2 separate regions of the Mus musculus genome follow, and region 1 is linked to region 2. The links are chromatin contacts, called in public Micro-C maps. All regions are on one chromosome and are shown on one strand. The core of a region is the stretch at or near the end of the contact, and the rest is flanking DNA. Distances in the headings are between cores, read along the strand shown. Region 1 has its middle 53 kb from the start of Mast4. Region 2 holds the start of Mast4 (microtubule associated serine/threonine kinase family member 4).

What was found. Hi-C and Micro-C count contacts between places; a contact is called where the count stands out from the background.
Region 1: a contact with region 2 is called in a Micro-C map of granulosa cells, with 2.4 times the contacts expected there. The contact joins the enhancer-like site here to the promoter of Mast4 in region 2. A contact is called at or near these places in 4 of 484 Hi-C or Micro-C datasets (the Patski cell line, granulosa cells and uterus), 3 of 115 datasets of contacts at active chromatin or transcription factors (embryonic fibroblasts and embryonic stem cells) and 2 of 9 other capture datasets (adipose tissue and liver).

What each region holds. Positions count from the first base shown.
Region 1 is chr13:103,385,005-103,389,509 of GRCm38.p6, reverse strand. No RefSeq gene overlaps it. Among named protein-coding and RNA genes, the nearest start is that of Mast4, 53 kb to the right of the region's middle. Within about 2 kb of position 2,294, at least 29 of the 459 cell types and tissues checked have an H3K27ac peak or open chromatin away from gene starts, as enhancers often do. A contact at or near this core is called in granulosa cells, where this site is marked.
Region 2 is chr13:103,332,466-103,336,589 of GRCm38.p6, reverse strand. Mast4 (microtubule associated serine/threonine kinase family member 4) reads left to right here and starts at 2,098. Exons shown (of 29, transcript NM_175171.3): 1 at 2,098-2,754. The coding sequence starts at 2,398.

The DNA.
Region 1 (4,505 bases), core at 1,045-3,544, 53 kb before region 2:
TGCTGGCCCTAAGGTCTGGTTTCCCTCAAAGAGCGGATCCTCATATACACCTAATGATGTTATGTAAATCTTGCTCCCCAATTGAACTGGTCAATAAAAGGCTAGAGGCTGTGATTGGGCAATAGAGAGAGAAGGGTGGGACTTAAAGATTGAGTGAAGGGTTGCAGGTAGCCCAAGAAGAGAAGAAAGGACATAGAGGTGGAGGAGGCAGAGATGGGCCATGATCATGTGACCAGGGAAATCAATAGCAACAACAACAGCAGCACACACGGCTGGGATGTAAGTTAAAATAGATCCAAACCTGCCCAATCCAGGCTTATGGCTTGTTAATAAAATGCCTGGATTGTGTGTCTTTTATACGGGCTGGGCTAGTGAGAATGAATACTTCTTTTTACACTCCTTTCTTTAGATGCTCCAAAATCTCTCCTGCCTTCCCACTGCTTTGTAGCTTCAAGTTCAAACCTCTTTCAGGACTCTCTGGGCAATGCCAGGCAACTTGCCCTTTCCTGAATATTCCTGGCCGTTTTAACCCCCTTGATTTTGCACACATCGGATTCACAATGATACAAGGAGGTCGTACTAGGTGGCCCTGCATCTTTAGGGGCCCTTTCCAATGCTGGGCATGTGCTCCAGGACTCCAGAGGAAGGCGCCAGCGCAGCGAGGAGCCCGGAAGCATTGCTGTACCCTACCTGATGGTGCTCGGACCTCTGCACCCTACCTGGTGGTGCTCAGGTGAGGTTGGCTGGCTGCCAGAACCATTTCCCCATTTGTCCCAACCTCAGTGACAGTCTGTCCCTGGTCACAATTATAAGCAGGTAGATTCAACCTCTGACTCCAGGAAACATGAAAATGTATTAACAGATCTAGTCCCTTGCACTACCATAACTCAGACTCTAGAGCCATCTCACAGTTGTGTCTCCCTCTGGGACCCCAACTCCCAGAAGTCCTCTGGACAGGATACACTGAACAAGAAAGTACAGATGAAGTTAGAAAGGATCAACTGATGTGAAATAAGAAGAAACTTCCAGACTGTACAGACTTCTCTTACTCAGGCCACAGGAAAGGCTTTATTTGCTCAATCTCTGTATAAAAATATCACATTATAGAATTAGAATCAGAAGCCAGGGACTGAGGAGATAGCTTATTTACACCCACATAGTCTGGGCACAGCAACACACATCTGTAATCCCAAAACTGGGGAGGAGAGGTTGGGGACAGATGGATCCTCAGTTCTGGCTATCTGGTCAACCAAGCTAACCAGTCAATGAGCTCCAGGAACAGTGAGAGATCCCTCTGCTGCCCTCCCCACACCCCCCAACAGTGAAGAAAAGCAACTGAGGGAGGAGGCACCTGGCCTTGACCTTTGGTCTCCACACCACTAACAACATCAGTATGCTATCCTGGAATTCATGATGCTGGCGATATTTATCAGATTTTGATAAGTTATAACTCTACCTACTTTTAAAATTGCCATGTTGAATTCTTTGGAACCTTGGAAAGGGTCACTTCACCAAGGCATCACTTCCTTGTTCCGGTGAGACAGTGGTCCTCTGGAGAGCCCCATTGAAGGGCTCACTATGTGGGAGGCTTGGAGCTGAGCCTGGACCTTCTGTGTCTGCCCTTCAGTCTTCTCTGGAGCCCCGTGATGCCTGTATTATTGTTACACTCATTTTATAAACAAGAAAGCTGAGACTTCTAGAGGCTAAGTAATTTGTTTGATGTCGTAGCTAGGTAAAGGAGAGCATAGGGCTTCTTTCCTCTTCCTCCTCCTCCTCCTCCTCCTCCTCTTTCATCCATGGTTTCACTACTACTACTGTACATTCCTGAATAGCCTGGAATTTGCTGTGTAGACCAAGCTGGCTTTGAACTCACAAATATTCACCTACCTAAGTCAGAACATTCGATCACCTCTTCAAAGCACTATAGAGTCTATTTATCATAAGACACGGCTAACAAACATTGCCTGAAATAGTATTCCTTGTGTCAAGGGTTTCATCACGGTGGCCAAAGGCTTCATCCTGTTAGTCCTTTGGTTGTTGTGTTGTCTTTTAGGTCTGTTCTTGGTGTTTGGTGGAGGCTTTTCCCAAAGCACCAAGTTACTTTACAACTTCGGTCTCTGAGGAGAATGTGTTTGGGTCAGGAGGACTTCACTGGGAGTGTCCTGTGGCTGCTCTGACAATGGGGTAGAATTATGCACAGCTTCTTTCCAGCCCTGTTGTGCTTGCTCATAGTTATGTTATGTCTGGCTTCACCTCTGTCTGGGGCTCACTTTCCTCCCCAAGGAGAGGGCCCGGCGGAGCAATGAGTCACAAGTAGCTCATCGCTGTCTTTCGACCTTTGTCAGGGGGACCCACAGATGCTTACAAGGTTTCCTCATTGTAATTGGTCTTACATAAGAGATCAGAGTAAGGGCTGTGAATCACTTGGAAATGACGAACAACTGCCTCAGGCAGGGAAAGAGCTGTATCATATGTGTGGCTTTACTAAACCTGAAGGATTTGCTTCACCTACACACCCAGAGGTATAATGACAGGGTGTCACACTTTTAGAAGTGTCATGCCTACTCAGCATTTCACTTGGTGATCATTTAAAAAATAACACCACTGCTTTATTAAGACAGAATTTACATATTTACAGGTTAGTGCTACCAAAATCACCACTAATGTCAGAACATTTCCTACCAGTGTGAAGTTCTCTACACAATACTCCACTAGCCCCATCAGCCATTACTCTACTTTCTGTCTTTATAAATGGGCTTATTCTAAATATTTACCATTAATGAAATTGTAAGACATGTGGCTGGATTTTTTTCTTGTCTTCAATACTTTAGCATATCCCATGTCCTGCACTGCATTCTTTTTCATTACAAAGTAATACTCCATTTTGTGGACATACCACATGGCTAATGATGTTGGGCATCTTTTTCACATACTTGTTGACCATTTGAATATCCTCTCTGGAGGGATGTCTAAATTCTTTGCCTATTTTACATTCAGCTACTTGGCCTTTTACTGTTACTATATAAGAACTCTGCACATTCTGGATAATATTTTGCAATATTTTGTCTGATTGCATGAATTCACCTTTTTGGTGAAGAAAGCACAAGTATTTAATGTCACTGAAGTCCAACTTATCTGTGTTTATTCTTTTGTTGCTCATGGTTTTATTTGTACATCTGGGACATTATTGCCCAATTCAGGATCAAAGATTTACTTTTTTTTCCCTTTCCTAAAAGTTTTATAGTTTTACCTCTTCTGTTTAGATCTTTGCATTACTTATTGTGTTTGATCTGAAATAGAGATTCCATTTATTCTTGCATGGCAACATCTGGTTATTTCGACATCATTTATTGAAAATACATTTTTTTCCTTAGTCAAACTATCAGGCATCAATACTAAAGACTATAGATGAACGTTCATACCATTCTATGAGCCCAGACATCTGTGTGTACAATATCTATAGGTACAATTGCTATGATGTTTTTACTACTATGGCTTTGTAATACATTTTAACAGGGCTCCTTGTTGGGAGCCATCCAGCAAGGTTTTTGTGTGTGTGAGGAGGGTGGACCTAACATTTTAATATGAATTTTACAATCATGAAGTTTCTGTAACAACAACAACAACAATAATAATAATAATAATAATAATAATAATAATAAATGAGGAATAAACAAAGCTAATGGGACTTTGTAGGTCAGTGGTTGCATACCCACCATCATCTCAATAATAGTGGATTATCCATGAAGATGGGACAGCTGGCATGTACTCAGGTCTCTTCATTTTCCTCAGCATTTCTTTATAGTTTTCTTCATATGTTTTGTATTTGTGTATGTGTGAAATTTATTACTAAATATTCTTTTGATACTCTCATAACTATTTCCATAACTTCATTTTTGGGTTGTTGGCTGCCAGTACATGAAATCATAGCTAACTGATTTTGGTCATTGCTCTTGTGTCCTGAAAACTCACTCAGCATGCTCATTCACTCCAGCCATAGTTTGTAGCAACATCTTCCAGAATGTTCTGAGCTCAAGGCCATGCCTCTTACAGGCAGCAGTTCTGCTGCTGCTTCTTTGCTAGACTGAATGATTTTTATATCCTTTTCTTAGCCAGTGGTCCTGGCTTAATGGGAATTTTCAGTTTAGCTTCTGATAGTGAAATGAATTTGAAGTTTTCTTTTTTTCACAAGCGAAAAAGTCAGAGCTACCTCATTCATGGTGAAAGGAGAGAACAAGCTCCCGATAGCTTTCCTTTGACCACCACACGTGCACTATGACCCGTGCACATGACACATGTACAATGACATGTGCATCATGACCCATGCACCATGACCCTTGCACCATGACTCTTGTACCATGACCCTTGCATCATGACCCGTGCACCATGACCCTTGCACCATGACACATGCCTTCATATACAGAAACTCAAGAATATCTAGGTCTTCAACATCTTGCAAATAAATCTATTTGTTGATATTCCTGTCTCCTCACCCCCAAATGAAG
Region 2 (4,124 bases), core at 849-3,348:
TTTTTTTTGCATAATGAACCAAGGCGACAATATTCCTTTTCCGTGGTTATTTATAGTCTAGTAGTCACATATGTGTATCCTTGATTAAAAAACTGTTCTGAGAGGCAGACTTCAGAGTACCAACCACAGAGCCACTGCTCACTTGCTGTGTGACCTTTGACCAGCTCTTTGGCCTGTGTCTTCATCCCTAAAGTATTTCATTCGGTTTCTGCCAGGACTCTGAGGCCTTTAGCGCAGGAGAGCCCTGGCTCTAGGAACTGCCATTTTTTTAGCTGTTAGGATTCAAACCATGTCCTTGTTGCACCCTTCCCGAACTGAGAAGGCAATCCCTCCTCTTCTTTGATGTGAATGGCTTGCTTAAATCTTTATTTCAGTTCCCCTGTGCTGAATCAACCACATAGGGGCTCAGATAAAGGCCAGTACTCTAAGGAGGGAAGTCATTGTGAAGCCCAGGGGGTGGATTCAGGCCGCCCCACTGTGCGCTCTTCAGCCTCTACATTGCCACTTAGCTAAGTCTCCTGAATGTCCTTTTACCTCAGCAGGTCTTCCCTTCCCTTTGGATCATTCTGAAGTGTCACAATGCAACTCTGACAGCTATCCACAGCCAGAGGGTCACATCCTACAGCTTCCCTCTTCAGAGGCAGTCGGAAAGTATTCAGGACAAAGCCGCCTGTCCAGACTAGATGAGCACCCCCCCCCCCGCCCCCATTATCACTTGTAAATACTAAGGTAGCATAAAAGGGCTCATTAGCCAACGGGGCTTTCAACTCCAGTCCTTTTCTCAAGGACCCTTGGCAGACCTGTTCTGACAGAGAGAAATGTAAAATTCTGGAGGACTCCTCGGCTTGAAGATCTGCAATGGCTTCGGTGTAATTCTTCCCCTCTTCTCCCACGGCACATTGTAGCACTTACCAGAGCTTTTAAACATGAATAATGAGGCGGTATTATGCAATATCAATCTCTCCCCCGACCACAAGCTCCTCAAGGGCAGGAGACCTGCCGTATTCATCTTTGTATCCCCTGCAACCAACTGGCACACATCTCAATCAACGTCTGTGGAATGGAAGCTGGCTGAATTTATACCTCGGGTCACGGTGTGGAGCTCAGACGGGTCTGGAGCTGAAGGCAAGTAGGACTCATTTATTTCTCGCTGCCTAACTCCGCACTGGCTTCCCAGCAGATCCAAGACACCACAAAGGTTAAGGTGATTATTCTGTTGGTGCTTTGGTGGAAGCTCTTTCTCCTTGTTCTTATAGGAAAGGAAAAATGAGGCCCCAGGTCGGCCGCGTTGTGCCTATGCAGGGCTAGAGAAAGCCAGTTAGGAATGTCCCTTAGCCCAGCGGCAGAACCGCAAAGAGCTGCTAAGACCGTTCTGATAAAGCCTGGTCCTAAACACAGAGCATCAGCTGTTTCCTTCCTTTGTCACAAGCGCGTGTCTTTGACTTAACTTTAGTTTCTAAGCAGAAATACAGAAAAATCATCTTTGGAGACCTTGGCTTGTGTCCAAGCCGGGAACTCTGCTGACACTTTATTTTGCTCTATCTAGTCTTATTGCCAGACAACATCGGTGTTGACGCTTCCCTTTACAATTTGAGGAAACTGAGGCCCAAGAGGTTTATCCAGAAAGAGGCTTGGAGATGGGCTGCGTTTGGATCCCCTCTCTCCACCCACCACGGACTTCGCTCTCTGCACACGGGTGGGAGCGTGAGTTTGCGCGTGACTGGCCGCGCGCTTCCGTTTTCACGCGAATCCTCCCGCCTAATTTCCCCGATTTCACTTTTTGGAGACTAAAAGTCCGGTTCTCCAAGGTCTCGCCTCACTCAGCCATCTCCCACCCACGTCCCAAGGACAGACGGCCACTCCCCCACCCATTTCTGAGTCCCAGACCGAGTTAAGTCCGCGGACTCCGCGTCGGCCCTGTGGATCCCCGCGCCGTGGGGCTGCCCCGCGCACCCAGAGCTCCCGCGGGATCGGGTGGCCCGCTCCTGGCCCCACCTCCCCTACCTGACGCCCGCGCGGCCAGCGGCTCCGCAGCCTCCGCCCACCAGCGCGCCTGCGCTGCCATTGGCTCCGCGGGCTGCCCGTCTCCTCCGCTCCGTCCCGGAGGCAGGTTTAGCGGGAGAAGCCGCAGTCCCGGCGGCTCGGGCGCAGCGCGGAGCGCCGATCGCGGTGGGCATGGCCCCGCGCGCGGGAGTCCATGTCAGCAGCCGAGCCACGGCGGCAGTGAACTTGGCGACGCGCTCCTGTGGTCCAACCTCTGTCATGTAGTCGCCGGCGGCGCTCCCCGCAGCCCGGGAGCCGCAGCGCGATCCAGACACAGCAGAGCAGCCGGGGCTTCTTCGGGAGGCGCCGAGCGCACCGCCACCCCTCGGACGGCACTTTGGGCCGAAAAGGGACATGGGGGAGAAAGTTTCCGAGGCGCCTGAGCCCGTGCCCCGGGGCTGCAGCGGACACGGCGCCCGGACCCTAGTCTCTTCGGCGGCAGCCGTGTCCTCGGAGGGCGCTTCCTCAGCGGAGTCATCCTCTGGCTCGGAAACTCTGTCGGAGGAAGGGGAGCCCAGCCGCTTCTCCTGCAGGTCGCAGCCGCCGCGGCCGCCGGGCGGCGCCCTGGGAACCCGGCTACCCGCCGCGTGGGCTCCCGCGCGCGTGGCTCTGGAGCGTGGAGTCCCTACCCTGCCGCTGCCGCACCCGGGAGGAGCGGTGCTGCCGGTGCCCCAGGTCAGCAGCGCATCCCAAGAGGAGCAGGATGAAGAGGTGGGCTCAGTCTGTCCCATCCCACACCCTCCAGGTCCCGGCTGTAGGGGCCCTTTAGGTCCCTTTGCGTGCGCGCTGGTGTCTTGGAGAGGGGAGGGAACTAAAGGTGCTCTGCTACAGCCTGGGATAGTGACTGTCAGGAGACTCTGTGGGTCCTTGACTTCTAGTGGTTGTCCTCGCGCGCTTGTCTACATGGGCTACCCGACCGTGTGCTTTGGAAGTGTCACTGAGCCGATCGATCCCTTCATGTCTGTATCTGCTTGGGTCCTTAGCTATTGAATGTGATCTGAAAGCTTGGCTTGTCCCCACAACTCATATCCAGATTCTTAGACGTGGGAATCGCTAATCACTGCGGTCTTGGATGGAGCGGGAGACCTGGAGCGTTTGACGCTGGTGGGAGTGGTGACTGTGGAGTTGCTTCTTGGGGTGTCAGAGACCAGAATACGCTGGAGTCGCCCGTGGGTGGTTTTGGTGGTCGCTTCACCTTTCATCCTGGGGAAGAGGAAGATTCCCCATGCTAAGCCTATCGCGCCGGCTCCTATTTGGACTCAGTGTCCAGAGGAGCGCTGTCACCAATCTGGATAGGATGTGTCTTGTTCAGAGGACTTTGTCTAGCCTCATTTCTTCGAAGGCTGTGCATCCAAAAATTATCGGTCTCTTCCTGACACACCGAGTTTTGTAATCCACTAGGTTGCTATCTCTGGTTTTCTTCTCACCCCCGCCCCCCTCCGCCCCTTTCCCCTCTTACTTTGGAAGACAGGAAAGGAAGATTCTCCAAGTCTTTAAGATTGTTTGCTTTGGACATCTCTTGTGGGAGAAATCATCTTGATCAGACAGGACCATAAATAAAACATGACCCTAGCGTAGTCTTCCGTGTGAAATTAATTCCGCCGTGCCAGACTGGTATTTCCCCGGTCTCTGCTGGGATTAGCAGTAGGAAACAATTGCCTTTGTCCTTAGAAGAAGTAAACAGAGCCCGGGGTCCTGGCTTTAGCCCCCTGGGCATCTAGCCTGGAAGTAGAGGCCGGATCTTGCAGAGGCAAGTTCTAGCCAAGCAAAGATGGAAGGAGCCTTGGCTGGTGGTTGGCCAAATCTCTGGCCATGATCCTTTTCTGGATGCTGTGGGAGTTCAGGGATCTCGGCAGGTGCCTGGAACTCTGCTTTCTAGAACTCTTTGGCTCCTGAGTTGTGAGACCTGGATGCATTTCCTTCCTTAGAAGTTCACTTCTGTAGTTAAAAGTGGAGAGTTTCAAGGTTAAGTTCATTCCAACACGAGTGCTGTTTCTGGCCTGGAATTTTGGGTAGCTCTAAGTTCCAGATTGAGTTAAGTCATAGTCCAGGAGTTTGCTGAACATCACACTCACCCTAGG